Linked DNA regions of Mus musculus: all the other regions are linked to region 1. A link is a contact called in public ChIA-PET, Hi-C, HiChIP or PLAC-seq and promoter capture Hi-C data. All regions are on one chromosome and are shown on one strand. Each heading gives the region's core, a stretch centred on a gene start, on an enhancer-like site or on the middle of the called end of the contact. The rest is flanking DNA. Distances are from core to core; before and after follow the strand shown.

Evidence for each region. Promoter capture Hi-C pulls out the DNA fragments that hold promoters and counts their contacts. A called contact is a pair of places that touch in the nucleus more often than the background predicts. ChIA-PET counts read pairs in DNA pulled down with a chosen protein or histone mark. HiChIP or PLAC-seq counts read pairs in DNA pulled down with a chosen protein or histone mark.
Region 2: a contact with region 1 is called in a Hi-C map of rod photoreceptor, with 6 times the contacts expected there. The contact joins the promoter of Pcare here to the promoter of Ypel5 in region 1. A contact is called at or near these places in 7 of 39 promoter capture datasets (the 3T3-L1 cell line, the HPC-7 cell line, cranial neural crest and 3 more) and 1 of 484 Hi-C or Micro-C datasets (rod photoreceptor).
Region 3: an H3K27ac HiChIP or PLAC-seq map of thymic regulatory T cells shows a contact between it and region 1, with 6 times the contacts expected there. The contact joins the enhancer-like site here to the promoter of Ypel5 in region 1. A contact is called at or near these places in 17 of 39 promoter capture datasets (the 3T3-L1 cell line, 3T3-L1-derived adipocytes, the C10 cell line and 12 more), 1 of 15 datasets of contacts at CTCF or cohesin (the NIH/3T3 cell line), 16 of 115 datasets of contacts at active chromatin or transcription factors (the SCID.adh cell line, astrocytes, cardiomyocytes and 13 more) and 3 of 9 other capture datasets (adipose tissue, embryonic stem cells and liver).
Region 4: a contact with region 1 is called in an RNA polymerase II ChIA-PET map of memory CD8 T cells, with 5 times the contacts expected there. The contact joins the enhancer-like site here to the promoter of Ypel5 in region 1. A contact is called at or near these places in 15 of 39 promoter capture datasets (the 3T3-L1 cell line, 3T3-L1-derived adipocytes, the C10 cell line and 10 more), 2 of 484 Hi-C or Micro-C datasets (CD4 T cells and granulocyte-monocyte progenitors), 13 of 115 datasets of contacts at active chromatin or transcription factors (astrocytes, double positive thymocytes, embryonic forebrain and 9 more) and 3 of 9 other capture datasets (adipose tissue, embryonic stem cells and liver).
Region 5: a promoter capture Hi-C map of trophoblast stem cells shows a contact between it and region 1, with 3 times the contacts expected there. The contact joins the enhancer-like site here to the promoter of Ypel5 in region 1. A contact is called at or near these places in 12 of 39 promoter capture datasets (the 3T3-L1 cell line, 3T3-L1-derived adipocytes, the HPC-7 cell line and 7 more) and 4 of 115 datasets of contacts at active chromatin or transcription factors (the NIH/3T3 cell line, epiblast stem cells, large pre-B cells and 1 more).

Annotation. Positions count from the first base shown.
Region 1 is chr17:72,834,498-72,839,860 of GRCm38.p6, forward strand. It overlaps Ypel5 (yippee like 5), which reads left to right and starts at 2,131. Exons shown (of 3, transcript NM_027166.6): 1 at 2,131-2,294.
Region 2 is chr17:71,750,017-71,755,379 of GRCm38.p6, forward strand. Pcare (photoreceptor cilium actin regulator) reads right to left here and starts at 2,889. Exons shown (of 2, transcript NM_146082.4): 1 at 1-2,889. The coding sequence starts at 2,664.
Region 3 is chr17:73,890,795-73,896,157 of GRCm38.p6, forward strand. Xdh (xanthine dehydrogenase) reads right to left here. Exons shown (of 36, transcript NM_011723.3): 31 at 4,950-5,002; 32 at 2,806-2,920; 33 at 1,925-1,990; 34 at 317-505. Among named protein-coding and RNA genes, the nearest start is that of Xdh, 57 kb to the right of the region's middle. Within about 2 kb of position 3,162, at least 77 of the 459 cell types and tissues checked have an H3K27ac peak or open chromatin away from gene starts, as enhancers often do. A contact at or near this core is called in double positive thymocytes, hematopoietic stem and progenitor cells and thymic regulatory T cells, where this site is marked.
Region 4 is chr17:73,872,432-73,877,794 of GRCm38.p6, forward strand. No RefSeq gene overlaps it. Among named protein-coding and RNA genes, the nearest start is that of Ehd3, 70 kb to the left of the region's middle. Within about 2 kb of position 3,395, at least 24 of the 459 cell types and tissues checked have an H3K27ac peak or open chromatin away from gene starts, as enhancers often do. A contact at or near this core is called in memory CD8 T cells, where this site is marked.
Region 5 is chr17:73,838,465-73,843,827 of GRCm38.p6, forward strand. No RefSeq gene overlaps it. Among named protein-coding and RNA genes, the nearest start is that of Ehd3, 36 kb to the left of the region's middle. Within about 2 kb of position 2,992, at least 2 of the 459 cell types and tissues checked have an H3K27ac peak or open chromatin away from gene starts, as enhancers often do. A contact at or near this core is called in trophoblast stem cells, where this site is marked.

The DNA.
Region 1 (5,363 bases), core at 881-3,380:
TGGCACTAAAGAATGATCAGAGATGGAGAGGTGGCTCAGAGGTTAAGAATACTTGATGCTCTCACAGAGGACAGGAGTTCCAAGATCACTAACATCCATGTTGAATGGCTTGAAACTGCCTGCAACTCTAGCTCCAGATGATAGGACAACCTTCCCAGCCTCCTCCAGCACTCAGAGCAACATGTACATATGAAGACACACACACACACACACACACTAAAATTAAAAATGACTGATTGTGGCTAAATTAAAAAAGAAGAAGAAGAAAACTAGAAGAAGTACACTGTGTCCCCACCCTTCCCCATTTTGAAATTGTCAGCAGAGAACTGAAGTCTTCGGAAAGCATGCTAGGGTTGGTGGCACAAATCTGTAAGCCAGCTATTCGGGAGCAGCAGCAGGACAGTGGAAAACTGGAGACAAACATGGGCATTAAAGGTGGAATGTGTCTCAATCTAGTATTCAGAAAGAGGGAGGGCGATGGAACTGAGTGGTGGAGTACTGCCTAAAATGTATGAGACTGGCCTTGTTTCCAAATTCTGGGGGGAAATGAGGCACTGTACTTTCTTTCCTGGAATACATGTGTACCTTGATTTAAGACAGTGTCAGTCACTGTAGCAATTCCTGATGCTCTTGCCTCGGCTTTCCAGAGTGTCATGACAATAGCTATAGACCAGTGTACACAGCTCTAAGTTTAACAGTCTTGTATTAAATAAAAATAAAGGGATTATAAGAATCTCCCAATATACCCCAAAATGCTTTTTTTCCTCCAGCAAAATTCTCTTTAATCTAAACATAGTCTTTTATCTTTGATGGTCAGAGTAGCTTTTTGTTTTGTTTTGTTTTCTCGAGACACTATGTAGCTTTGGTTGTCCTGAAACTCACTCTAGACTAAAGGCATGTTCTACAAAACCAGGCCACAGTAACTCTTTATTTTATAAATGAATGAAAAGTACTGAAGGATTTAGGGTTAAGTATCAGGGTTTTGTCAGAACACATATTCTATGCTACAAATTTCAAGTGCTAGTATATATATATGTGTATAATTTATATATTTTATGTTTATTTAATACATGAAATATTTTGAGGTATTTCTGTCATCTTTATGGACAGCCAACAGAGATTTAATTACCTGGGAAAGCCAACGGAATGGCAAAAATTTTCCAACTTATCTTAAACATGGTGAGGGAGGGCTAAGGGGACAGCTGTCTTTTTCAACAAGACAGTTGATCTCCACATAAAAGACTTAAGTTTTTGAGAATTACTTCAACGGTCAAGAGAAAACTTGGGCCGGGCGTGGTGGCACACGCCTTTAAGCCCAGCACTTGGGAGGCAGAGGCAGGCGAATTTCTGAGTTCGAGGCCAGCCTGGTCTACAGAGTGAGTTCCAGGCTGTCCAGAAACCCTGTTTCGAAAAACAAAGAGATAGAGACAGAAACAGAGAGAGGGAAGAGAAGAGAAAACTTGGAAAGTTTGTAAATAGAACCAAGCACGCTGAAAAAAACCTTGTTTACAATGAATTCCTATATACCGAGACACAAAGAGTTCGGGATTTGTTTAAGGCAATTCGTGTAAGCCAAGAGAAAGTGGCCTGATGGGATGGTAAAACGGGCATTTCAACCTAGGTAGCCCTTTAACCTCAATACCAGCGTTGACTAGAAAACAGCCTCTTGTTTTCGCTTCTTCTAGGCTTCCTTGGCTATCAGGAAGCTATGGCCTCAGCCGCCAGCAGGTGACGCCGATGACGGGCAATGAGTCCCAGCTGCCGCAATTACCAAGGCTGAGGCGTCTCCTTTAAGAAGCTGACTCACGTGGATGCTGTGTTGTGTGCGCTCAGCTGGGAGTGGGGGGCGGGTCCTCACTCTCACTACATTGGCCGCCTCGGCCGAGGAGGCAGACTTAGCCTCCTTGATTGGCCGTAAGGATGCAAGGTGTCGAATTAGAGGCGGGGCGAGCGGCGAGGAGTCCGCCCATCCGCTGCGGCTTCGGGGTGGGGTGGGCGGCGGAGTGTAAGCGGGCAAGGGTGGGGGGAGGGCGAGCCCGAGAAGGGGCGGGGCCCGGCGGAAGGGGCAGAGTGCCAGGGAGAGGGGCGGAGCCTAGAAATGAAGGGCGCTGCGGGCCAACCGGGAGAGCCGCCTGAAGGGAGGGCGGGGCCACGCCCGGTGATTGACGCCGAGGCCCGACCGAGGAGAGGCGGGGCCAAGGCCTGACTAAACCTGAAGACTTGGGAGGCCGAGGTGGGCTTCGACCCAGCTGAGGAGCGAAGAGCTGCTGGCAGCGCCGATTCCCAGCACGCCGGTGAGTACGGCGGTGGGCGCCGGGATCGGAGTCGGCTGGGGCTCGAAGCCCTTGGGCCGGCGGCTTCGAAGCCTTCGGGGAGCGGCCCGGGGCGGGGGCCCAGGCAGGAAGTGCCTCTTCCCCTTCTCCACTCGTCCAGGGTCCTGGCCGGGCCACCAGGGCAATTCTCAGGACTGTGGGGCCGTGGGGCCGCGGGGCCGGGCCGGGCGGTCCTTCTTTGTGAGGCTGTGGCGCGGCGGCCGCCGCCGACCCGCCCCCGCCGCGCAGCGGAGCGCTCCGCGAGCCCACAACAGCCGCGACCCCCTTAGCGACCCGCGGCCCCCGCCCGCCCGCCGCCCTCGGCGCCTGTCGCCTGGGCCGCCGGTCCGCAGACAGCTCTCTCCGTGACACCCCCACTTCCTAGGCCGCCCCGCCCCCACAGCCGCCGTCCCCGCCGCAGCGTCGGGGGCGCGCCCGGGCTCCGATTCGGGGCCGGCCCGCGGGCCCGCGCTCCAGGGCCGCGCTCGCACCCCGCCCGCCCCGCCGCTCCGGAGGCTCGACTCGTGCTCGGGTGTCTGGGCTGTGGGCCGTGCCCGCCTCGTCGGTGCTAGCCCCTATCACGCTGCCCTCTGGACCCTGGGCGTGGGGAACACTGCCCGGTAGCCTGCGGGTGCCGAGCGCCCGGTCGCCCGCGCCTGCCCAGCTGTTCCGCCTGTGTTTGTTGTGCCGAGGAGGCCCCGCCGCCGCCGCCGCGCGCTCCGCCTTGCGCCGGGCGATTGGCTGGAGGGAGTCACGTGGGCGCGATCAGCTGGGCCGGCTGCGGGCGGTCGGCTTGGCGCAGACCCCGGTGCTGCTCGGGGAGCGGACCGGGAGGCTCTTTCCTGCTGGCTGCGGTGGGCACGCTCCTGCACACCCCGTTACTCCACGCTGCTGTGCAGGTTGGTAGGAAGCCTGAGTGTTGCCAGCGGGAGTGGGAAGCCGCAGTAGTACCCAGGTCTGTTTCATCCGGACGCCAGACTGATCTCCTTTTGGAGTGACAGGAAGGAAAGGTGTGCGACTCATTTATTTTTTATTTTTAAACTTTTTGTTTCTGTTTCCAGAGCCCTCTTGGAAATCTTGAGGATTTTTATTTCTGGTGGCTTTTGACAGATGGAAAATCTGAAAGTAATTTCAGGCTTGCCTTGCTTTTGGAAAATAACTGAACTTGGCTGGTTCAGGTCAACCGACCTTATCAGATCGGTTTTTTTTTTTTTTTTTTTTTTTTTTTTTTTTTGCATAGCCCCATAGGCGGGATTGCAACTGCATTACAACATAGAAAAAGTCGAAATCTTCTTGGGTGCATATTTGTGCCAGATGTGAAGTGCCTTGATATGGGTTGTTTTACTAAGAATTAATCGCATATGTACCTACAGTTTACTAGGTAAGGAGGAGATTCCAGAGGAGGGGAATTCTCTCTGGACTCCCAATTTAGTGAAAGGTTACAGACCAATGAAATCGAGAAACCGTGCAGGACCAAATATTGGTAAGTTATGAAATGAGTGTTACAGAAGTTCAAAGATGGGGCAGGGAGACACCAGGAGGAGGAAGTAGGAAGTATTCTGAGGAGAACAGATGTTGGGCCTAGAAAATGAAAAGCCTATGGGTTGCTGTTGGCCAGAAAGGCTTAGGAAAACCATCCCTGGAGCATTGACTCTAGCAAGAAGATGGAATATGTACAATTTGGGGTGAGTGTGTGTGTGTTGCAAGAGTGTGCTAGAGCACAAGGTATTTTGTGCTCTTTGGAAAGAACTAATGCAGTTGTTTCCCAGAAGAGCCTTACACACCCAGGCCAGGCTGCTCTTGAACTCCTTGCCTTGGTGTCAGGATTACAGGTGTGCTAAATGGCTGTCTTATACCCTCATCTGGCCCCGTGTTCAGTACAGATTTTTCCCTGCAGGTCAAGTTTTAACCCAGGGACCCACATGGTCAAAAGAGAACTTATTCCACAAAGCTGTCTTCGTCTCCATGTTGCCCACATAATTAAATAGGTGTAATAAGAATGTTTTTAAATAGGAAATAAGGAACCAATCACTATGAAAAATTAAACTTGATACTTCACTGAAAAAAGCCCAAGACATGAAACTAGCCCTAAATATATGTTCGTGAGAGGTAAAGATAGTCCTGAATATATTTGTTTCTAGACTAGCTTTTGTTTTATAGTGCCTTGATAGTTATGTAAATTAAAACTTTTCCTGGTACTACTGTGTGATAACAAGTTCATAATTTTGGAACTGTTAACTAGATGTGAATTTGCTGTTTAGTACTTCAGTCTGTAAGAAGCTTTTGGTGATGTGTCACAACAGACAAAGGGATCGTGTTTGTCTTGCCAAGTAGTTTTTGGGGAGATGACCAACTCCAATTACATGCTGACTCATGTTAGAACTAACTGCTGAGTTCTGTGACTAGTCTTCTTTTCTAATGATGACTAAGCAGTATTCTAGAAATCCAGTCAGCATGGAAGTTGTTTAACAAAACATAAAATAAGGCATTATCTTAGAAGACAAGGCACACAATTTAAATTACTCTCAAATGAAGATTCAGCCCCATAAGCAGGACATCATTTGACCCAGCAGAGTGAACTGATACCGTAAGAGGATAACGTGTGTCATTGAAACTTGCCTCTTGCTGACATTTTGTACAAAACTAAGAAAAATGGGCTGGGCATGTAGCATAGTGGTATGTGTTTACCTGGCATGCACAAGGTACTTGGTTTGATTTCCAGTATCACAGAAAGGGGAAAAAATAGATTTTATAAAAGCAACTGTTTTCCTGTGTAATTTTTGTTAGAATTTTGTTACAAATTGCTGTGACAATAATGAGACTGCAGTAGCATCAAATGTTTATTGCTATGATAATTATCCTAGCTATTCAAAGTTTTATGGTTTTTGTTCTTTCCTTTATTCTAGAGAGAAGAGACTGAAAACCAAATATACAGCCATGTTTCCACGTGAATCCATTATAGCAGAATCAAAACATACTACTGCTGGAAGGGGCAGATTTTTGAAACCCTTCCAGTGCTAGAACCTTGTGTACCATGCCCTTTACACAATC
Region 2 (5,363 bases), core at 1,639-4,138, 1.1 Mb before region 1:
GCCACTGCCTTTGCTGGGGAGCAAGTCCATGGGGCTCATGGAGGCTTTCAGCCTAGGGGAAACCCATGTTCTTTTTGGATGGCTAGCCTCTTGAAGACCTGGTAATAGGGTCTCTTCCAGGGAGCTCCCTGCTGGCTGGCTACATTCTGGACACTCCAGAGCAGCGAAGGATTTGTCCATCAGGACTTCCAGAGGTGGTGGTGGGAGGTTCTCTAGGTCCTCCTCCACGTCACCGCTAATGTCTTCACTCTCAGACACTTCAGCTAGAGGAAGGGAGGGAAAGGGTGCAGAAGGCCTCCAGCCTGCTGCTGGAGAAATCTGGGGCTTAGAATACAGGGGGGCTAGCCCCCTGTAAATAGGAAATCTGGGAGGCATGGCAGGAACCCCCCATTTCCTGAGGCAGGGGCTTGACCCCAAGTTCCTACAGTTCCTCGGCATCCTCAGGCTCTCAGTAGGACTGAACGTCTCAATAAGCGTCTTAACCGATGGTCTGGTGGGACAGGCCCTGATGTCCCGTTCGTTGTCCCTGGGAGCCCTACCGCTCTTCTTGCCACAAAAGATGGCATTTGGCAGCTTTTCAGCCTTCCCCTGGCAGGGCTGCTCACCGTCAAAGCAGGGACTACCTTTTTGAAAGATGCTCTTGTCTTGATTGGGCAAAATGCTGAAGTTTTGGGTCAGAGAGGCCTTGAACTTGCTGATGGCACTACTGGGACTCACCCTGCAGTTGGTGGGGGGCCATAGCACTGATGCCCTGGACGGCAGACATCGTTCCCGGCTCTGCCCCTGCCGTGTGGCACCCAGGGCATAAAATACCTCCAGCCTCCTACTGAGGTCTGTCTGGACCCTCCTCAGTTCCTGGAGGGTGGGGTCTTCCACGTGGCTCTTCAGGCATCCCTCTGATTGCGACCTCCTTTGTCTCTCAGGGCCCCCCCTGCTGCCACTGACTGATCTGGGTCTTGGAGGGACCACTGTTCCCCCTTCCTCCTCCTCAGTCCAGTCCTGGGGTCTGGAAGGCTCGGGGACAAACTTGATCCTTTCGCTGATGGCCTCTTTCATCTTCAGAATCATTTCCTGGGCCTGGGGGTTCCTAAGCTCCTTGGAGTACGGCTGAAAGAGGCTTTCCCGCGTGTCAGGTGAGGACCGTGGTCTTGAAGGTAGGGCTTTCTGTGGCTCAGGGTGCAGGTCGGTGCTGCTAAGTTCATCTTCTTCCTCTGGGCTGCAGTCTTCCTCTTCACTCAGGGATGGAGCATCCGTCAACCCAGAGCTTCGAGAAAGTGGTGTCCGCACAGGAATCTCAGCCCCCAGAGAGTCCCACGGAAGGCTTTCGGCAGCCTCTGAAGGCCCGGAGGTGACTGCTTCTGCGCCTGCGCCGGAAGTGCTCGCGCTCCTGGCTTCATCTTGCACTGCGGGTTGAACCTTTGCTATCCTAGGACTCGACAGTGGACAGTCCTGGGGTCTGTCTGAACCTGTCCAGTATGGACCTTCCTGCCAGGCGTGCCCTGAAGGCCTGGCCTCCACTTGGGCTGCAGTCCCTGGCTTCCATTCTCCAAGTTCTGCTGCAAAGTCCCAGCTGGCTTGCTTGCCCAGCTTCTCCACGGAGTGCACAGACTCATTGTCAGCACCGATGCCACTGTCCTCAGAGCATAAGGGTGGACCCAGCAGCCCTGCGTCACCGTGGCTGCTGGTCAGGCTCTCTAGCTGTCCCAGGGCCCTGAGGAGACATTCATCTATACCTCTCTTGGTGCTCAGCTTACCTTCCAGGTGGCCGGCAGTGGATCTGAGACAGCTGCTGGAGCCCTCCAAGAAGCTCCCGGTGAGGGCAGCCACTGTGCCGTGGAGCGCCCGCAGCTTGCTGACTGTGTACTGCAGCAGCTGTTGCAGGAGGTCTGGGTGTTGTTCCCAGGGCTCACCTTTCCTCAGTGGCCACGCCAGATCCCCTCGAACTTCCTGGAGGAGCACATCTCCATCTTTAGAGATTTCGCTCAGAAGCTGGCCGGCTTCCTCGAAGCACAGCAGCAGGAAGTTGAGCATGGGTCGCAGCAGCCCCCAGGTCTGGCTGGCTTGCTGGACGAGGCGCACAATGGCTTCGTATCTGGAAAGGCTGGTGTGCAGGTAGGCATAAGCATGCTGGTGGGCCTTTACCAGGGGCTCAGGGAAATCCACTCTGCCCTTTGACTCAGTAGCCGATTGGCGGCAATGGTCCTGGCTGTCTGGTTGATGGCACACTGACTCTCTGTTCCCCTTGGAGGTCTCCTGGGGAGTGTTCTCCTTACTCTCTTTCCCAGAGAAATCTACTTCCTGTGTCCCGTGGGAGCCTTCTGTCCTGAATGAAATGTCCGTAGCCCTGTGGCCTTGTGGTTTGTTCACCTGGAAGGTTTGGCTTTCTGGAATCAGACCTTCCATAGCTTTTGGGAGCTGACGAACACCTTCAGCCATGGCCTGCAGCTTCTTGGAACTTGACACTGTCTCCTCTACCAGCCTCTCTCCCAGGTGCAACTCGCCACCAGAGTCACAGAAAGTGGAACTTTGAACCAGCAAAGGGATGGGGCATTTGGGGCTGCCCCACTGACATCCTGGCAAAATTGCTTTTGGCTTCTTAAAAAACTGAATGCCACTCTTCGCAACGCTGTTGACGATGACGTTGTGTGATGGCGTGCACCCCATGGTTCCAGCTTGTCGCTGCCAGTCTTCTACCTCCACAGTCTTTGGAGAATCCTTGGAAATGGTGACAGAAAGCTCTCTGACCGGTCCATCTGGACAACTTGAGACTAGACTGGGAGTCCACAGTACAAAGTCCTAGACTTGGAGCCCAGGCCACAATGAAGAGGAAGACATGGCTGTTGCCCTAAGTTTTGATGCTGTTACTGAGTATCCAGACAGTTCCGAGGGGCCCAGTCTCAGGGATTAGGAACCTGTTTTGCTCATGTCCTGACAGATGCGGATGGCAAGCCGTGCTTTAAGCTTATTAGGTTAATCATGCCCCAGCCAGTCAGTACTCGGCGTGTTCCAATATAGAACTTCTCAGCATTTACTATCTTGGGAACCGATTATTCTGGCATGTGCTTGTGCTTTAATTCTGTTCAGATGCCTGCTGTAGGAAACCTAGAGAAACGAGCCATAATTGCAAAAGGCTCGGGAAGACGTTGTGGGAGGGAAACGAGGGCTTGCTGATGGCAGAGCCTGGGAAAGAAGTGACCTTTGTAGTTTAATAAGGGCAAACCAGCTAAGGGGCTCTGGTCTGCTTTCATCAGGAAGATCCAAATGCCGGGCATGGTGATGCATGCCTGACATTCTGGCACTCAGGAGGCTGGGGCAGGAGGATTGCTAGCGTGCTTACCCAGTGAGTTCTAAGCTAGCCTGAGCTACAGAGTGAAACTCTGTCTTAAGGAAACAAAAGCAAAGCAAGACAAAACCAAATGCAGGAATCAACAAGAAATCCAGCGATAGAAAAAGGAGCCAGGAGGAGTCATGTTCTTCCTGGAAGGTAGGGGAAACTTACTGTCATACAAACTAAAGCCTAGCCAGCGAACCCACAGACGCGGGGCCATGGCCTTCTGGGAAAAGGCTTTTTAGTAAACGTCTATCCCGGCAAGCAAATCCTGGGCGGTGAAGAGTTATTTGTTTCCAAGAACATAATTCTAACACAAAACATAGTCTTCCCCCCCCCCCCCCATTTCTTTTTTGAGTGCAGGTCTCACTCCATAGCTCTGCCTGGCCTGGAATTATCTTTGTAGACCTCGCTGGCCTTGAACTCACAGAGATCCCCTGCCTCTGCCTCCTGAGTGCTAGGACTAAAGGCATGCACCACTACTCCTGGCTTTGATTTCTTTTAAACATTCATTATTACTGTTAGGGAAGTCTAGAGAAGGCCTATCCAATATACTGTCTAATATGAAATTGGAAACGTATTTAAAACATTATTATTATTGTTGTTGTTGTTAGCTTGATTGCACAGTTCTCAAGTGTGAGCTTTCTAGATGACACTATCCTGTTGTTATGTCGAAAGGTTCTAGAGAGTAAGGGCTTGGAAAAGGGAGATGTGGGTTGACGTGAGGAAATCATCATCACCATCACCATCACTATCACCATCATCATCACCATCACCATCATGTTTTTTTTTTTTTGGAACTGTGTAACTTATGTTGGCTTTGGGCTCAACACAGTCCTATCTCAGCCTTCTGAGTAGTATTAAAAGTAGGGTCTTGCTATGTACCTAAGGCTAGCCTGAAACCCACAACCCTCCAGCCTCAGCCTCCTGAATGTTGGGATTATAGGAGTGTACTGCCATGCCTGGCAGAGACCATCTTTCAAGTGGAGACAGTGGTATTTGATTCACTGGGTTCTTGTGGGGATTAAGTCCACCAGCGGTCAGGTAACCACTTAACTTAGTCTCTACTCCCCTTACACTCATGCTAGACCACTTGTAACAGTAAAAGTCATCGGAAAAGTCATGATGTATCAAGGCCTAGTCTTTTCTGGAAGTTTCTGGAAATACCAGCCAACAGTGTGTTCCGAGCCTTTGGAATCCACCTTGCTGTTTTTGCTATCTCTATCTGTGTGGAAAGGTCCTGCTTGGTGCCTGTCTGATTCTCTGATCCTTCACTTCCACATCTCTCTGCTCTTAAACATAATGGCTCCATCTATTTGTGCAGGGCTAATAATAAGCACTTCTCATTCTTGTACACCTGGTTTATTGTCAGTTCTGAATTTTTATAATAGGAGAAAAATCACATGGCAATCCCAAGGGTCCTGAGAGCATAGTAGGTATTCTTGCTTTGCCTTCTTTGCTGTTCCTTACTGAGGTCTGGGCAGTCAGGACAGTTTTGAAGCAGAAAGGACGGGGGAGCTACTCGCTTGCTTTAAGCAATCAAGAGCTTGGCTACTGGGGCTCTGTGCAAAGCCCCATGCCAGTCACAGCCGGTGCCCCAGAGTGCATCATTAGGAAAGTTCCCTGCTCTGTTTATTTGAAGCAGAGCTCAAGGGAAGCCCAGCTGAATCAGTACCTGGGGTGACCGAGGTTAGGCAATGAGCTGATTCATTTGTCACCTTCCTGTGCTGGCAAGGTAAACACGGATCCTGTGTGAAGACTGTCTTTGCGGGAAGCGCACCTGAAGGATGCTTTACGAAAACTCTGCTCCTTCTGGGATTTGAGTCTCCCACGTGAATTATCTGTGTACAAACCTTTGATCTAAGTGACTGAAAGTATTTCTAAGGGAATGAATGCGATCACAGGATCTGCCTGGCGATAGTTGTCAGCACTGCACCTTTCAGGCTGGGTTTCTTGACTTGTATGAATAGTTTAGAAGGCTGTTTCTTTGTTGCTGTTCATTTTGCATTAGGACCAACTTTTATTTTGCTTTCTT
Region 3 (5,363 bases), core at 1,912-4,411, 1.1 Mb after region 1:
ATCATCTCTGAGGATCAAGGACCGTGATTGTATGACAGAGAGCAGCATAGATCAGACTTTGATCCATAGGATTTGCTTAAGAAATCTCTCTGAGGCTCCCTATAGGAGCCAGCTTCAGCCAATATGATCAAGATGTGTTCTCCTGAGCCCGATTCCTTTGGTTCTCAGCTCTGCTGCCTTACCAAGGTCAGTGCCAATCCCCTTCCTTCTTTTGGAGGGATCCCTGGCAGACCCACTAGGCAGGTGACTGAAACTCCTTCTCCCCTGCAGTGGTCTCCCTTCCTAAAGTTTAGAAGGCAGCACAGAGCCACCGTACCTTGGATGCATAGATGGCCCTCTTGTTGGGGCAGTCGCGGAGCAGGGATACTCTGAACTCAATGGGGATGCTGCCAAATGCAGGGATCTTGTAGGTACTGGGGCCACGAGTGTGCAGGCTCCCCTCGGGAGAGTAGTGCAGCTCCTCCATGGTGAAAAGACCAAGACCCTGGACAAATGCCCCTTCTACCTGCAGGACAGAAGGTTATCATGGTTACCACCTCCCCTCCAGTCCCCAGGACAGATACTGATGACTACCATGGATGTAAAACCTGACCTAGAGTGGGACCTGGAAGGGGCCAGTTCCTACCTGGCTCTTGCCACAGGACCAAGGCCTCCCTATTGGATTGTCACTGAACTTGGTCTCAAGCAGAGCATCCCTCTGTTCAGAATGTGTCGGCAGAGTGGTAGATACCATTTCTCACTAAAACCTGCCACTGTGCGGATGGAGATGTTGTCTCCGTCTCGACACTAGTGATCCAACACCAGGACACAAGCTCATGGGAGGGATTTCATTTCTGGAGTAGTCAATCCTTTGAAATTTACCTCCAGCCTCATTGGGTTCCCACCCTTGTCTGTCCTGCTATGACTTACAGATCTAGAGCATCCACTACACTATGTTGGTCCCCATCCGTTCTCCCATCCCTACTCAGAAGAGTGATATGTGGCACTGCCAGAGCTGAACAAACACAAGAGGGCACTGTTGATAATCTTTGTATCCATAGTACTTGATGCAATGCCTGCCTACAGAGGGCATTCCCCAAGCAGACCAACTGAGTGTGTGTGTGTGTGTGTGTGTGTGTGTGTGTGTGTGTGTGTGTGTTGACTAAAGAGTAGATTAGCCTTTTGTATATTTTCCAAGTGTACTCATATTTTCTACCAGATGCATCTGTCTCAAATTGTGACTCCTCCCTCTCGTCTTCTCCAGCTTGACCTATTCTATGAATCCCATATTTGGGATATTCATAGAAAAATGGTTTTCATTTGGGAAGTTCTTTTCCTACTCATGGTTGAGCTCACGCCTTTTGGCGGATCCCTCTACCACCCCAGTCTTGTTACCATTTTCGTCCTAGAGAGTAGTTTATCTAATCGCTGGGTCAGTGGGCAATGGGGAGGCAGCCAGTTCTTCTGAGCTCAGACCCTACTGCTTAAGCATCAATACCAGTCTCTATTGCCCTTCCCCACTGTGCTTATTCCCAGGTACTCGAATACTCCCCTCCCTTCCCTCCTCTCCCTTCCTTCTATCCCTCCTCTCTTACTCCCTCCCCCTTTGTCCTCTGTGTGTGTGTATATGTGTGTACAAGTGTGTGTGTGTGTGTGTGTGTTACATGTGAGCATCCAATGGTTCCTCACACACTATACTGGTGCCTGGGGCATGTGGCTTCCCTTTCCAGGTTAATCTATGTTTATTTGTTTTCTGCATTGAGAGTTGGATGGATGATCATCAACCTAACTCTTACTCAAAATGAGGTTCCCCAAGTACTATGCTCTGGCCTGCTTAAAAACAATGACATGTTGTGTAGCTGTTGATCTTCAGTTATCAGGGTGGGGATGGGCACATTGCTGGCCTATTTATTCTGTTACCACCCTGATCTCCCATACACCTTACCTGTCCGATATCAATGGCAGGATTCAAGCTGGAACCAACATCCATGACGATATCTGTACGGAGATTCTGTGGATGGAAGATAGTTTGAGAAGAATAGAATACCTGAAATCCCACAGTGTGCTTTGATAACTCCTAGATTGTAAATCCCAATTCAAATACCATGTTCACAAGCACAAAGCCCTAAGCAGGTGGACACAGGGATCCCCACCACATATGGATGGCCATATCAAAGCTGACATTTGAGATCTTAGCAACCGAGTTAAATGCAGATCAGAGCTGATCTCGCCACACATCCACAAATGAGTGGTAAGAGAAGGTCTCCAGGGACTAGGGCTTTGAACCTGAGTCTGGGCAGATCTGCGAGAAATCAGTCAATAAAGTATATTGTGGCTGAATCCAAAGCATGCTTGGTTAATAGAGCCTGTAAGATAATAGCCACATTATTAAATAGCTGAGGGGCTGAGGATATAATTTAGCTGGTTGAGTTCTGGCCTTGTATGCATGAGTCCCTGGGTTTACTCGCCCAAATAAGAAAAAAAATCTAAAAATAAATGACTGAAAAAAATATAGGAAGAAGATACTTGTGGCACAGAAAAAAAAAACTATCTTCAGTTTAAACTTCAGTGGGCGGAAGTAGTCGTTTATGGAGCAGAGTCCCACACCATCCCACACGGCGGCTTTCACCACACCAACAGTCAAATGCTGACGCAGAAACTATGAGGCTCGTGGTTTAAGGTATGTGCTCTGTGGCCTTCATGGAGCAATCCCCTGCCTCTGACGTAAAGCTTATTTCCTAACCAGAGAGCAGGCCTGGGCCAGCCATTCAGATTGCAATCCAACTGTCTTTCTTCTCGTAGGCTAATACGTTGCAAATGTCTTACCTTATGGTCCCCTGTTAAGCAGTCAATTTCTACTTCTGAGCAAGCCACCCCATAACTGAAGTAGTGGAAGGGGTTCCCAGAGTTTGTCTCAAAGCTGTAACCAAGGTTGGGTGTCCTGGAAGAGAAAAGAGAAACGTTTATGTGTTTTAGACAAGCCCACCCCTTTCCATACACATTTTTGCCCCATAAATCTGTAAGCCCTAAAGGTCTTATTTTTCCCCTTAGTCATCCTCCTCCAAAGCCCACACATTTTGAATATTATGAACTTGTCATGAAAATGAGATATTCCAGAGCCTTCTACTTATGTTTAAGTCTTCCAAAGTTGTATGAGTGTTCTGTACAACCTGGCAGCATTTAGCGGAAGCATGCTGCTTTCTGCACTGTAGTGATAACAGAAACAGATATGCTAGGACTCACGGAGGATGTGGAAATCGCTCCCTAAAAGAGTGAGTGAGTGAGCCAATCCAAGGTCCTCAGCACTGCGGCTCTGGGCAGGACAGCATTGTGCTGTTCTCACAAGCTCACCTGATCACTTATTTTCAGGTGAAAGGTCACAAGAGCAGGGTGTCCTACCAACCTGGGTGAAGCCCCAAACAGCCACTCCCCATCTCCTGGCCCCTTCGGAACTTCAACAAGTGACTTGAGGAAAATGTTATTAAGAGATACAAATGTTCTGTTAATGTGTGTTTCTCTTTCAGGGTCTGAGTGCTTTGTCCAATTGCCATAATATACGAACCATATAAACGTGTACTCACATAAAGTATGTCAGCCCTATGTAATTATATATTGTACATACATTCACTATACAATGTATGTTTACTTGAATATATATAACACGTGTACATAATACTTATATACATATAAAATATGCTACATAGAAATAATATGAGCTTACATGACCAGAACTCACCCTTAAACCAAACTAATGCAGGCTGAGGGACAGGACTCAACCCCGGAGAAACTTCACTATCTTTGCCCTCTGACCTCATCTTGTTTATCTAGGTGACTATGGTGGTTTGAATAGGTTTGTCCCTGACTGAGTCTTGTGCTTGAATGCTCAACCGTAGGGAGTGGCACTATTAGGAGGTGTAGCCTTATTGGAGTGTGTGTGTGTGTGTGTGTGTGTAGTACGTGATAACCACATATTCGTTCAAGACATTTTAAAACAAGCTTGAAAAGCTAGCTTTAAGTGAAATTTCCCAGAAACATGGTGATGGCTAGTTTTAATTGTCAGCTTGATACTGTCTGGAGTCATCTGGGCAGAGTCTCACTGAGGGGCCGTTTAGATTGGTCTGGCCTCTGGACATATCTATGAGGGATTTTCTTGGTTTGGTTAATTGGAGTGGGAACAAACCATCCTCAATGTGAGCATCATCATGTCATGGGCTGGGCGCTGGACCGTATGAAAGGGAAGGAGGCGAGCTGAGTGTAAGCAAGCCAGCATGCTTCTTCTCTGCTCCTGATGGTGGATGTGCTGTGACCCAGTCGCTAAGGCTCCTGCTAATGCAGGACCATAACTTAGACTTATGAGCTAAACCCTTTCTCCCATACATCGTTCTCATCAGGGCATTTATTATAGCAATCGGACAGTAACTATAATCGTATCTTTTTATAACTCCAAATGGGAATGGGGGGAGTCTCTAGCTAATCACACAGTGATACAATTTTAAGACTATCAAATACGTATGTTCCCTCCTATGGCTCACTGCACTAACAAAGTTCCACCATACTCTGTATGTTGTAAAGAGACCACAGACTCTAAATCCTCCTGTTCTCCTGAGGGAAAGTCACTATGAAGAAACCCAGTGTTCTGCCCAAGGAAACATGCAGGTTGCCCAGACACATGTCGTGGTGCAGCTCAGTGCCATGTCCTATAGAATGCGGCACAGATTCGCCCTTCTTCTAGGAAACAGCATACTCAAAGGTCTGGAACTGGAGTCTTCTAACACAGCAGTTCCCGTGTTTGTCCCCTCATACTTAGTTGGTAATTGTACATAACGAAGCATCTTTAGACTGAATGAAGTCAGCGTGAGTCCCACTGACATGATAAAGGTTTTAGGGTTGCTGATTTTGTCTGGCCCTGGGCCAACCAGCATTCAGGGCTGTCAGCATGTGAGAGTGGGCAGGATGAGGATCATACTCACTTATAAAATCCAGTAGCAGACAAGCTCACTGCACTAGTGTAGGCATCCATGACCTGAGGAAGACAAGGGGCATCAGGAAGGGACATTTGTGGTAGACCCAGCCCACTACTAAGACATCGTTATTCCCGTATTGCAGATGAGGAAACTAAAGGCTTAGAGAAAACAGTTTTCGACCTAGCATCTATACTAGGCGTACAATAACGTACAATATAATATCTATATTAGTGACTGTGGATGACTAGCCTGTGTCACCTGCTCATAACGAATCCTGGACTACATAGCTGGTAACACTGGACGAAGCTCAAGTTGAGTGAAAGAAAATTATCAACAAGGCTGTTGTGAAGAATGCTCCAATTGCCTGACAAACCTATGCACAAGCCACCAGAATTAAATTAAATGCATATGGTACTTAAT
Region 4 (5,363 bases), core at 2,145-4,644, 1.0 Mb after region 1:
GAAATAAAACCATGCCCCACATCTGAAACTCACAGGTGCGCAAAAAGAGGTATACCTGTAACCATAGTGATGGCTAGTGGGAGGAGGAGACAGGAATGTCCATAGAAACCTGTGGACCAGGTAGCCTGGCCTCTGTGGCAAAGCTCCAAGCCTATGAGAGATACGTCTTTAAACAAAAGGTAGAAGTTCCCATGGACCTGATATTTAAGGTCGTCCTCTGACACGCCCCCCCATATGCACCCCATGAACATCCCCAAGCACAATACAAACATATGTAGATATAAACATACATTAAAATCAATTGCCATCCAGTAAGATTGAAAACTCAGCTCCCATTCACACTAGACATACCTCAAGCACTCAGTAGTAACTGCATGTGCTATGGCCATCTGGTTAAATACAGGACATTTCTATCATCACAGAAAATTCTGTCGGATGGCAAAGTTCTGAAACATTCTTCCGCTGATTTTCTATCATCCATCCTTCAAGTCTCGGCTTAAGCATCACATTCCCGGAGTCCCTCTCTGACCCTCCAGTCTAAACTATGTTTCCCTGCATTCTTTCTCACACTGCTGGCAATTTTCCTCTTGAGATCTTATGACTATTTGCCAAGTGATGGCTGAGCGAGTCTCTGATCATTTCCTGTCTACATCCAGAGCATAGTCCTTCCAGTGGCCCATCAGGTCCCAGCCCCTGCCTCAGTGCATTTAGCAAGAGCTGACCGTGTGATGGATAAGTGGGATAATGGATATTTGTACATATGGATGAGTGATTACATCAGTGAGTTGATTAAGAAGTAAAAGCTTGGGGCCACATGCTCCCGGAATGTAACTCTGACCTCCATGTTTGCCAGTTAGCCTTCAGGAGCCAACACCTCCTTCTATGGAGAGAGAGGATGTCCTTGCCTATCCCCGAGTGCTGTGTGGGAGTGGATGGGATGGAATATATATGCAGCCTGGGGCATGGAATCAGTATATTACCCACCCACCACCACTCCACCTCATGCCTTGATTATGTTTCTTATGCCCTTCTATTCTTCCTCAAGATCCCTTCAATCCTCTCTAACCCTGACTATTAAATAGTCTTCATACCTGCCTACCTATAAGAGATCATCACTTCCTTTTAAGTTGCACAACTAAAAGATCAAACCAAAAATATCCCCAATACAGACAGCCAATTCACTCTGTCTAGACCCTGATTCTGTCTCTTCCTGTCTCCCTGGGAACCAACCTAAGCCATTTCCTCACTCAGAACAGGCAGAGGCAAACTTCAGCTGTGGGCTTGTTCTTGGACTAGCCTGTGCCTGCATACCTGGCCCCATTCTCCTTAGATAGCTTCTACCTGTGAACTCCCTGCATTAGCATCCCCACCAATGTTCCATAAAATACAGATTCTCTGGCCCCTGTAGACTCATTGGATCAAAATCTCTGTAACAGGACCCTGGAGCAGTGCTTTGAACCATAAGTTCCAGTAATTCACTTGCTCTCATCGAAGCTTCCCAGACTATATGTAGCCCCACGGAACACTATCAAGATTCCTTTAATAAACTACTGATCCTCTCTTAATTTTCATTAAAAGATCATTTTCAAAATAACTCTCTAGTGAAATATCAAGTTTATTTGGTTATTCAGAATTCACAAGCTCACATGATGGTATATATAGCCTTATCTCAAATATCCTCCAGAGGGTTGACCCTGAAAGTATGGCATTATGGGAAAACAGTGGAATCTTTTAAGGGGAGGAGCCTAGTTGAAGAGAGTTGATCTTTATCCTGGAAGGATAAGTTGAGATCCTGGTGATAAGTCTTCCTCTACCTCATGTCCCCAAAACATACAGATACTTTGTGGCCACAGGCCCAAATCAACTAGGTACTGAAATTTAGAGCCAAAATTAACCCTTCACCTTTTAAGTTAAGAATCTCAGTTATTTTGTCCCAACAATGGACACTGACAACATTCCACATGAGGAATTTAGCCAGGTTTTCAGGGGACCTGAGGCTATTGCTAGAAGAGAAGGAAGCCATGCAGTGAACATTCTGTGAACATTCGTGGAGGCCTGCGTCTATGAGATTCACTACAAATCCTCATTTATATCACCCTGGACCCTCATTCCTTCACATTGCTGCTCTTCTCCGTGGGTTCTGATAATCTACAGCCAGTTCTTCACTATGGATTCGCAGTGCAGATTTAAAGCTTAAACACTAATAAGTACGTAGACTTGAAGAGGGACAGCTTACTTCTTGTCTTAGTTAGGGCCTCTATTGCTGTGATGAAACATCATGACCAAAAGCAAGTTGGAGGAGTGTGATAGTTTTCAGATGCTCAGCCCAGGGAGTAGTTGGATTAGAAGGTATGGCCCTGTTAGAGTAGGTGTGTCACTGTAGGTGTGGGTTATAAGACTCTCATTCTAGATTCCTGGAAGTCAGTATTCTGCTAGCAGCCTTCGGATGTAGATGTAGAACTCTTAGCTCCTCCTGCACCATGCCTGCCTGGATGCTGCCATGCTCCTGCCTTGGTGATAATGGAATGAACCACTGAATCTGTAAGCCAGCCCCAATTAAACATTGTCCTCTATAAGACTTGCCTTGGTCATGGTGTCTGTTCACAGCAGTAAACCCCTCACTAAGATAAGGGGGAAAGGAATACACTTCTTTACCATAGTCCATCACTGAAGGAAGTGGGGACAAGAACTCAAGCAGGGCAGAAACATCAAGGCAGGAGCTGAAGCAGAAGCCATGAAGGAGTGCTGCTTGCTGAAAGGCGGGAGCTTCAGAGATACAGAGGCCACAGGGGCTGGGGCTGGGGTGCTGCTTACTGGCTTGCTCCTTATGGCTTACTCAGCCTGCTTTCTTATAGAACCCAGGATCACCAGTCCAAGGATAACACCCATCACCATGGACTAGACCTTCCCATGTCAATCACTAATTAAGAAAATGCCTAAAGGCTTGCCTACCACCTGATCTTACGGAGGCGTTTTTTTCTCAGTTGTGGTTTCCTCTTTTCCAGTAACTAGCTTCTATCAAGGTTACATAAAACTAGCCAGCACACTGCTCAAATACAAATAATACCAAAGCTAGAGGAAATGAGTGTGTACACAATCATTCCAAATTGGGCTCAATAGTCAGAGCTCATTAAAGGAATCAGCCCATTTTCCACGGGGAAATACGGAATGGAGGAAGTAGATAAAGATGTTTAAGTGGCCCTGAGTCAGGTTCTGAGTATAGTTATTGTCACTTCTTTCTTTTATTGCCCTGGGGAGAAAGAAACAAAAGCACCTCCCGTTGTATCATAGGCCAAACCTCTTCCTTCAGGATAGCCAGCTCCTCTACCCTGTCCTGTCTCTCAGAGGGTTCTATCAACTCCACCCTCAGGCGCCACACTGGACAAGCACAGCCCACAGAGCTGGTTGAGGTTTCCCTGGTCCTCAGAAATAAGCAGTTAGTAGCCTCCATAGCCCCTATCTCCTTTCCCTTCTTGCCAGAGGGGGCGGTTGACTCACTGCCTCCCCCCTGGGGAAACCACAGAGCGCAGTGGCCGCCAACCACTGGTGGTAAAGCTCCCGGAAAGTTCCTGCAGGTCCCAAATAGCTGCCATGTGTGGACTCCCCGTCTCTTATTGGGTACCACAGTGGGCTTTAACTCATGGGATCCTAACCCAGACGTGTCTCAGGCCTGTGGTGGGGATTCACGCAGATGAGGATGCTGAGGAGAGGAACAGTGTGGTGTTCATCCATCCCCATCACCGCACACCTGAGCTGAGCCTGCTTCACCTGAGCTGAGCCTGCTTCCAGGATGGCTCACTGTACCAACCCCATCCGCGTAGGTGCTGGACCTCTGAGTATCCCAACCTGGGCCTGTGGGTGCCTCTGCTTTACTCCATTTGTATTAACGTGCACAAACACGGCGAGTTCTTAACAGTTTGCAAGGTCTTGACTTGCAAGCCTACACAAAATGGCCTACATTTTTAAACGTGAAGGTTTACTCACATGTAGCAGAATGTGTGGCTGCCTCGTGACTTCTGGTAGAGGCCAAACCTGTAACCCAACCAGCATGCAGAATGTTTCCATCAACCCCCTGTCTCCTTCCTATTCACTCCCCACCCGCCAAAGGAGAGCCCTGAGGAAGAGATGCCGTTCTCAGGGGGGTTCTAGTTTGTTCATGAAGCTGGATGAAGGGAACAGAGGCAGGAACCGGGATCGAGTGGATGCAGGAGAGATACTGTGTCCACCTCCTCTACAACATGGAAGCAAAATAAAACCCCAAAACTCAAAACAATTTATTCGGCTAGTCTGAAGATCAAAACCATATCCTTGCATATGCTAAACAAGTGCTTCACCACCGAGCCACACCCCCAGCGACACGCCTCCATCCCAAAGGAAACTTCCAGAGAAGTTTCCAACAGCTTCTGGAGATGTCTCCCTGGTCACTCCTTTCACCAGCTCAGCAGCCTGTCACTCTCACACCTTGGGCCACCCCCAACCTGATCCCACTGCGGTCAATATCTGGTACAACGATGCCGCTTCCTCCAAGGAGCCCTCCCACAATGCCACAGCCTCAGCACCTCTCCTTTCCTTTGTATGCCAAGGGCCCCACCTAAAGCCTTCAGGAGCCACTGAGTTAAGAACAGAACATGGTGGTTCTACCAAAAGCCCTCTTCTCTGTGAAGGCACGGGGCAATACACTTCCCAGCTATGATTACATCCAGACACCTCTCCCACATTCCTGCTGAGTGTCTGATAACATCCTGCCTCACAGGTCTATAAAAAAAAACAAAAACAAAAAACAAAAAAAAACAACCAACTTTGTTATGTTTACCTCAGTCCTGTTGATGATGTTAAAACAACTTGGGAGCAAGTCAAATGTCAACACTGGGAGAGTTCATTCAATAAACTATGGTTCAATCTATACAAATGGAAAATTACATACCCATTAAAAATAACATCAAGGAAGCATATAAATAGGCACAGAAAGCTGGGGAGACATACTGCCAGGTTTTAAAGGCATCTCGCAAAACATCCAAGTGTGAACAGGTTTCCTCATTGAGAATCGACATTGCCGGACATCATCTTATTCATATGATAGGCTGTGGCTTTGTGTGATTCATGAACACTATGAAATGAAAGTTATCTACGGACAGTAAAAGTGTAAGGGAAGAGCACACACAAGGGTTATGAAGTGTTATGACAGCAATTCCCAGGCAGAACTGACCCCAGTATCCATTTAGCCGGTGGTTGCCCATGTCCCCTTCAGAAGGTCTTTCTCTGTTCAAGAGCTTGCAGGCTCATTGTTTGGAGGCATTGACTGGTTTGTATCTAGAGGACAGGTGGTGGCTTTCTTTGTGCTCCAGGGATTTATTTCTTGTCCC
Region 5 (5,363 bases), core at 1,742-4,241, 1.0 Mb after region 1:
AAATGGGGCAAACAAAGAACACTGGATGTGAACTGGGACACTTTTAGCTGATTTCAAAGTCCAGATGACTGTGGATTAGTGACAAATGCACAGAATACGGTTCTGGTGTGAGTCTGAGGTGCATGGTAGCTCCCATGGTCAGTTCTGTCTTTCCTGGTTCAGAACCATAGCATGTCCATCCGGGAGTTTTCTCAGTTCCTCAATGAAGAGGAGTCACATTTAGTGCCAGAGCAGGGTAGAAGGTTCTGTGTAGCTTGCTGTACAAACAAGCAGCTACAACACATGGCTAACATGTTAACAAGCCATGCAGAGCTTATCCCATAGCCTCAATCTTTGGCCAAAGTCTTGAAAGAATTCTCCTTGGCTACTTTTAAACAAATAGCAATCTGGCTCCCGTGAATCCCAACTGCTCTTTGTGTCAGGGTCACTAGTGGCAGAGTGAGATGGAACTATCCTTTCTGGAATATGCCTCATGAGTCTGCTCATGACTGACACCCATTGTATTATAGAACCCTGAGGACTTGAAAATGGATGGAACTTCGGAAATCATCACTTCCACCCACACTTCTCCTCAGACAGCTGCTAATTACCCATAATCCAGACCAGTGACTCACTAATAATTAGAACACTTTGCCTTTGAGACATACAGATCTGTATCTGAGAAGGAATCAGGGTTCTTTAGCCATCTGCCAAGACCCACAAGCCCTGGTGCACACTACAGGCCTCAGTGGAAACACACTGTCTGTATAAGATCCCTGACTACAAAAAACAGCCCCACAGAGGGAAGAGGCTGACAGTAGAAAAGGTTGTGGGTACACAGGAAGAGGAGTTAAAAGGAAATTCTCTGTGAACCTAAAACTGCTCTTAAAAAAAAAGTTCACTAATTAAAACAAAGAAATTAGAGCCTTTTGTGTATAAGAAGTGTGAGGAATTGTTTCTGCTGTGAGTTGGGCTCCAAGGCCTGATCTGTTAATTACCTGTAATGGATTCATCTGTACAACTGCAGCTCAGTTGATTTCTATACGCCCAGCCCCCTTCTCTGCACCCTGAGCACTCAGCTCCTGCTGAGAGCCTACCTTCTCCCATGGCCCTAAGATCATCATGTCCTAACATTTATCTCCTTCTGTTGTTGGTCTCATTCAATCCCTGTGTGGAAAAAAAACATAACCCAGGACAGCTTATTGTTGAAGCAACAGGAGATAAGTCACAAGGGAGGGGGAAGAGATTTTTTTTTCTTTTGTAGATAAGTTTTTAAATAGCAAACACTTTAACTATCTTCCAACACAAAAATAAAATTTTCCTTGAAGTTCAATGCATTGTATCCCAGTCGTGTATCCAGAACCACGGGTCACTGGGGTTTGTTGTTGTTGTTGTTGCTGCTGCTATTTGCTTATTTGTTTTTTCAAACCAGAAACTTAGAAAAAGAAAAGAAAAAGGCTGTTTTAGAATAGGGAGAAATGACCAGTTTCAGTCCACCCTCTCCTCTGTGAACATTAATTAAACAAGGATTAATTAAAAAGTGAAATAAATCTCCCAGCGTCCTTCCTCTGCCTTCCTGCTGCCTGCCATGGCTTCACACAGAGTTATTCTGTTATGATAGTTCCTGGCCTCACTCCAACTTTGAAAAAATAATATTGATAACACTGCAGTGTCTACAGTGTCTCTCTCTCCCTCTCCCTCTCCCTCTCCCTCTCCCTCTCCCTCTCCCTCTCCCTCTCCCTCTCCCTCTCCCTCTCCCTCTCCCTCTCTCTCTCCCTCTCCCTCTCCCTCTCTCTCTCTCCCTCTCTCTCTCTCTCTCTCTTTCTCTGTTCTATATATGTGTATACATGAATGTGTTCTACATATGTATATGCCTGCGTTTTAGCTTGGGTATTTGTGTGAGTGTACTTTGAACATTCTCGTGGGTATGTTCATTCTTGTGTGCTTATTGATTTCTTTTAGTAATGTATCAGTTTGGGACAGTGCCTGTGAGCAACTTTGAAAAGAATCTCACCAAAAGCTTCCCACCCTGTTTCTAGTGTGTAACCCCAGCTTTGGAGGGGGCCTTGAGAAAAGCATTGAATGACTCGAGGAACCGGAATGCTGTGCTGTTCAAATGTTATTGAATACCTCTTTCTCAAGGTCACAAAGCCCATCACTAGTACAACTGCAACCTGTCACCTGAGCACACTGCTGGGCCCTTCTTTGAGCTGTGTCTGGGACATGCAGGTAATTAAACCCACCACTACCAAGGTTCCAATGAGAATGCAGTGAGGCGATGCCTATAATGGACCCAGAGTGGGAGAACAACACATGCCCTCCTCTCCCTCCCCTCTTTAAGGTGCAAAGGCCTGCCTCTACCTCCTGTCCTCCTAACGTCACCTGTCAACACTCTCCCATAGAAGGCATGTAGGGAATGAACTTCATATGGCTATTACTCTTTTGCTCTTTCAGTCCTATTCTAAAGTGAGCAACCCGTTTTCTGAACTTGGTAGCTCCTCCAAATTTACCACCCAATGGTGTGTGACTGAATCACTTGCTAAGGGTCCCAAGTGTCTTTGCCTGCCAAAGACGTGTAAGCTAGGGAAGTCAGGCTAGTGTCCCCTGTTGCTGATGGTTCCTCCCAACTGCTTAGACTAATCACCAGTGGTCTTCAGCTTGGTGAAGGACAAGCTTGTGCGGATCCAGCGAGTGACAGTGCATAAGGCAGCAGTCGGGGATGCTGCCAGACTCACATGACTGGGTAGCCATTGCTGAGTGCTGGTGAACCTAAGACTGGGCCCTGCAACAGGAACAGTGGCTTGCAACCTTCCCATTCCTAAGCATCTGCTTTCTGACAATGAAGCAGGTGAGTAGAAGGCAAGACTTTGTCTGACGTCGGCAGATCACCTTCAACTTCTTTTCCTAAGTGCTCGTATTCAAACCTTTGAACAATCCTCTAAGGCAAGTACTGTCATTATGTTCGCACAGTGCAACTGAAACCTTGAAGAGACAGACTTAGATGAGATAAGAGAAATAAATTACTTGCCTGAGGTTGTTATCCACTAAGCATATATTTGGCGTTAACAATAGGAAGGCATTTCCTTAGGTATATCTTGTCTTCCCAGCTCTAACAAAGACTTGTCAAAGACACACTGCTACTGCCCTTACCTAGCTATATAAGCTTAAACACACACACACACACACACACACACACACACACACACACACACACACACACAATCACATAAGGAGTAACAAAGGAACGAAGGACTTTTTTCAAAGATCCAAGGGCATAGCCTTTAGGGAAACAATAAAAACTGAAGTATAAGGAATATGATGTTATTTCCTATGCAAAACCAGAAGAAAAAATTACTCTTTATAACTCCTTTCTAAACTTGTGATAGTTGATACTAAAAATAGCTAAGAGATTACGGTTGCTGACCTTGATCGTGTCTGAAACTACCTGTTATCTAACTGTTCATTAGCTGTTGACCGTGGGCTCGATGAGTGCTACACTCTGACCTGTAATTACAATTGGAAGACGAATGAATCTGTGTTGAATGATATAACCTCCATTGCCTATGAGGATTTTCTTATTTCCACATTAAAATACTTCTAATACTTGGTCCACTGGTCCTTACATATTTCCATCAAGGTCATGGTTACTCAAAGATGACCTGTGTGAACAGAAACTTGGTAATTATTTGCTAAAAATTGCAGAATGATGCAAACAAAATCAGGGGAAGGAAAGAGCCTTCCCCCAGTGTGAGACTAGGAACTCTTCCCCCAAGTCATAGATGTGATATTCCCCAAAGCTCCGAGAAGTGGTTTCTTGCTTAAGATAGATCCAAATTTGCCATCACACCTTTGGATGGACATACATCACTCCCTGTAAGGACCATGTGACCTGTTTCAAGTTAACTTAAGTTTGTAATTCAAATGTACTTTCAAAGCTAGTGGAAGCAACTCCTTTCAAAGCTTGTAGACATAAAAAGTTCTTTCGATGAAGCAGTCTCTGCTTAGCAGACTGTATTTTTCTACCCCAACTCTTGAAGGCTTTTTGTGGACATTGATGAAATCATAGGGTGGAGATCTGAGTCTTTAATGGTGTCCCAAATAGGCAGCATAAGAAATGGGACAGCTCACTCTCCAGACCTAATCTGAGAGGAAAGAATGTGATCTTAGAAACCAGTGGTGCTAAATGCAACTGGGCAGTTCCCAACACGGGATATGTGATAGGAAAAGGGTCAGGAGCCATCCGGAAAGCAAGGGGACACAGTGACAACATGGCCCATGACCACAAGTTTAGTGGTCTATATGTTTTTTAAAAATGGGGAAGCAGAAGTGTTTAATAAACAATTAGTAGTCAAGGACATGGTTGAGGCCTAAGGAAGGAAAAGACCTTTGGGATGACCCATTGCCCTTGACTGTTCACGACCTAGGCATGTCTTGAGATGTGGGACTTTCAGTGCTAAAACTCGTACAGTCTCAGGCAAACAGGAATGAGCAAGGCATCCTACTAAATACAAAGAGAACAAGACAGGGACAGAACATGATAAACTACTGGATCCTGGAGGAGGCTGAAAGGTTAACCCAGGCAAGAAAGACAAATTGTTCTACACCACTTTTCATTACACTAAGAATGACTGATGGATTGACAAATTACAGAAACACTCTCAATTGCTCCATTAGCTTGGCTCAGGGACCAGTCTCTACTAGTGCATATTTCATGTTCACAGTTGGCTTATTCTAGCTGTCCAGAACCTTCTGGTCACTGACCTTCAGTTCTCTGCCTTTCAAACAAAGGTCAAGCTATCACTGTAAGCTGTCCCATAAGCTTGCAAAAATAAGTGCTTCTAAAATCAGAGCCATTGACTGGTCCCCTGCTTCATATCAAAGCACGTCCCTAAATACTGTAAGCCCTCAAAGCCTAAGGGCCTAGATTTTCAGATTTTGCCTCTTCTTGGAAGGCTTCCAAAGCCTTCTGTTCCAAATGTATTTCTTGCCCTCCCAAGCAGGTAATACTACTCATAAATCATGGCCTCACATAGCCCTTTTATGAACCTTGAGTTTTCACCAGATGCCCACAAACTTCATAGGAAGAAATCATTGGATCTGAGGGATATGCACCAGTTTCTAAAGTCCTCTTCATCCTTTACCCGCCCCACCAGCTACACCAAACCCCTCTAATATTTCACCTCTACTAGCCTTTTCCATCCAATGGCCACTATCCATGATGCTTCATGGAAGTTGAGGTACACAGATCTTTTCCTTCAAGTTTATGAATTCCACAAAGCTGCCAAGACATTCCTCTTTCTATCAAGATTCAGAAGCAAACACAAGGCCAGAAAAGTAGAACCAAAGGACCAGGAAGTCACCACGAGCTGTGTTGGCTGGAAACC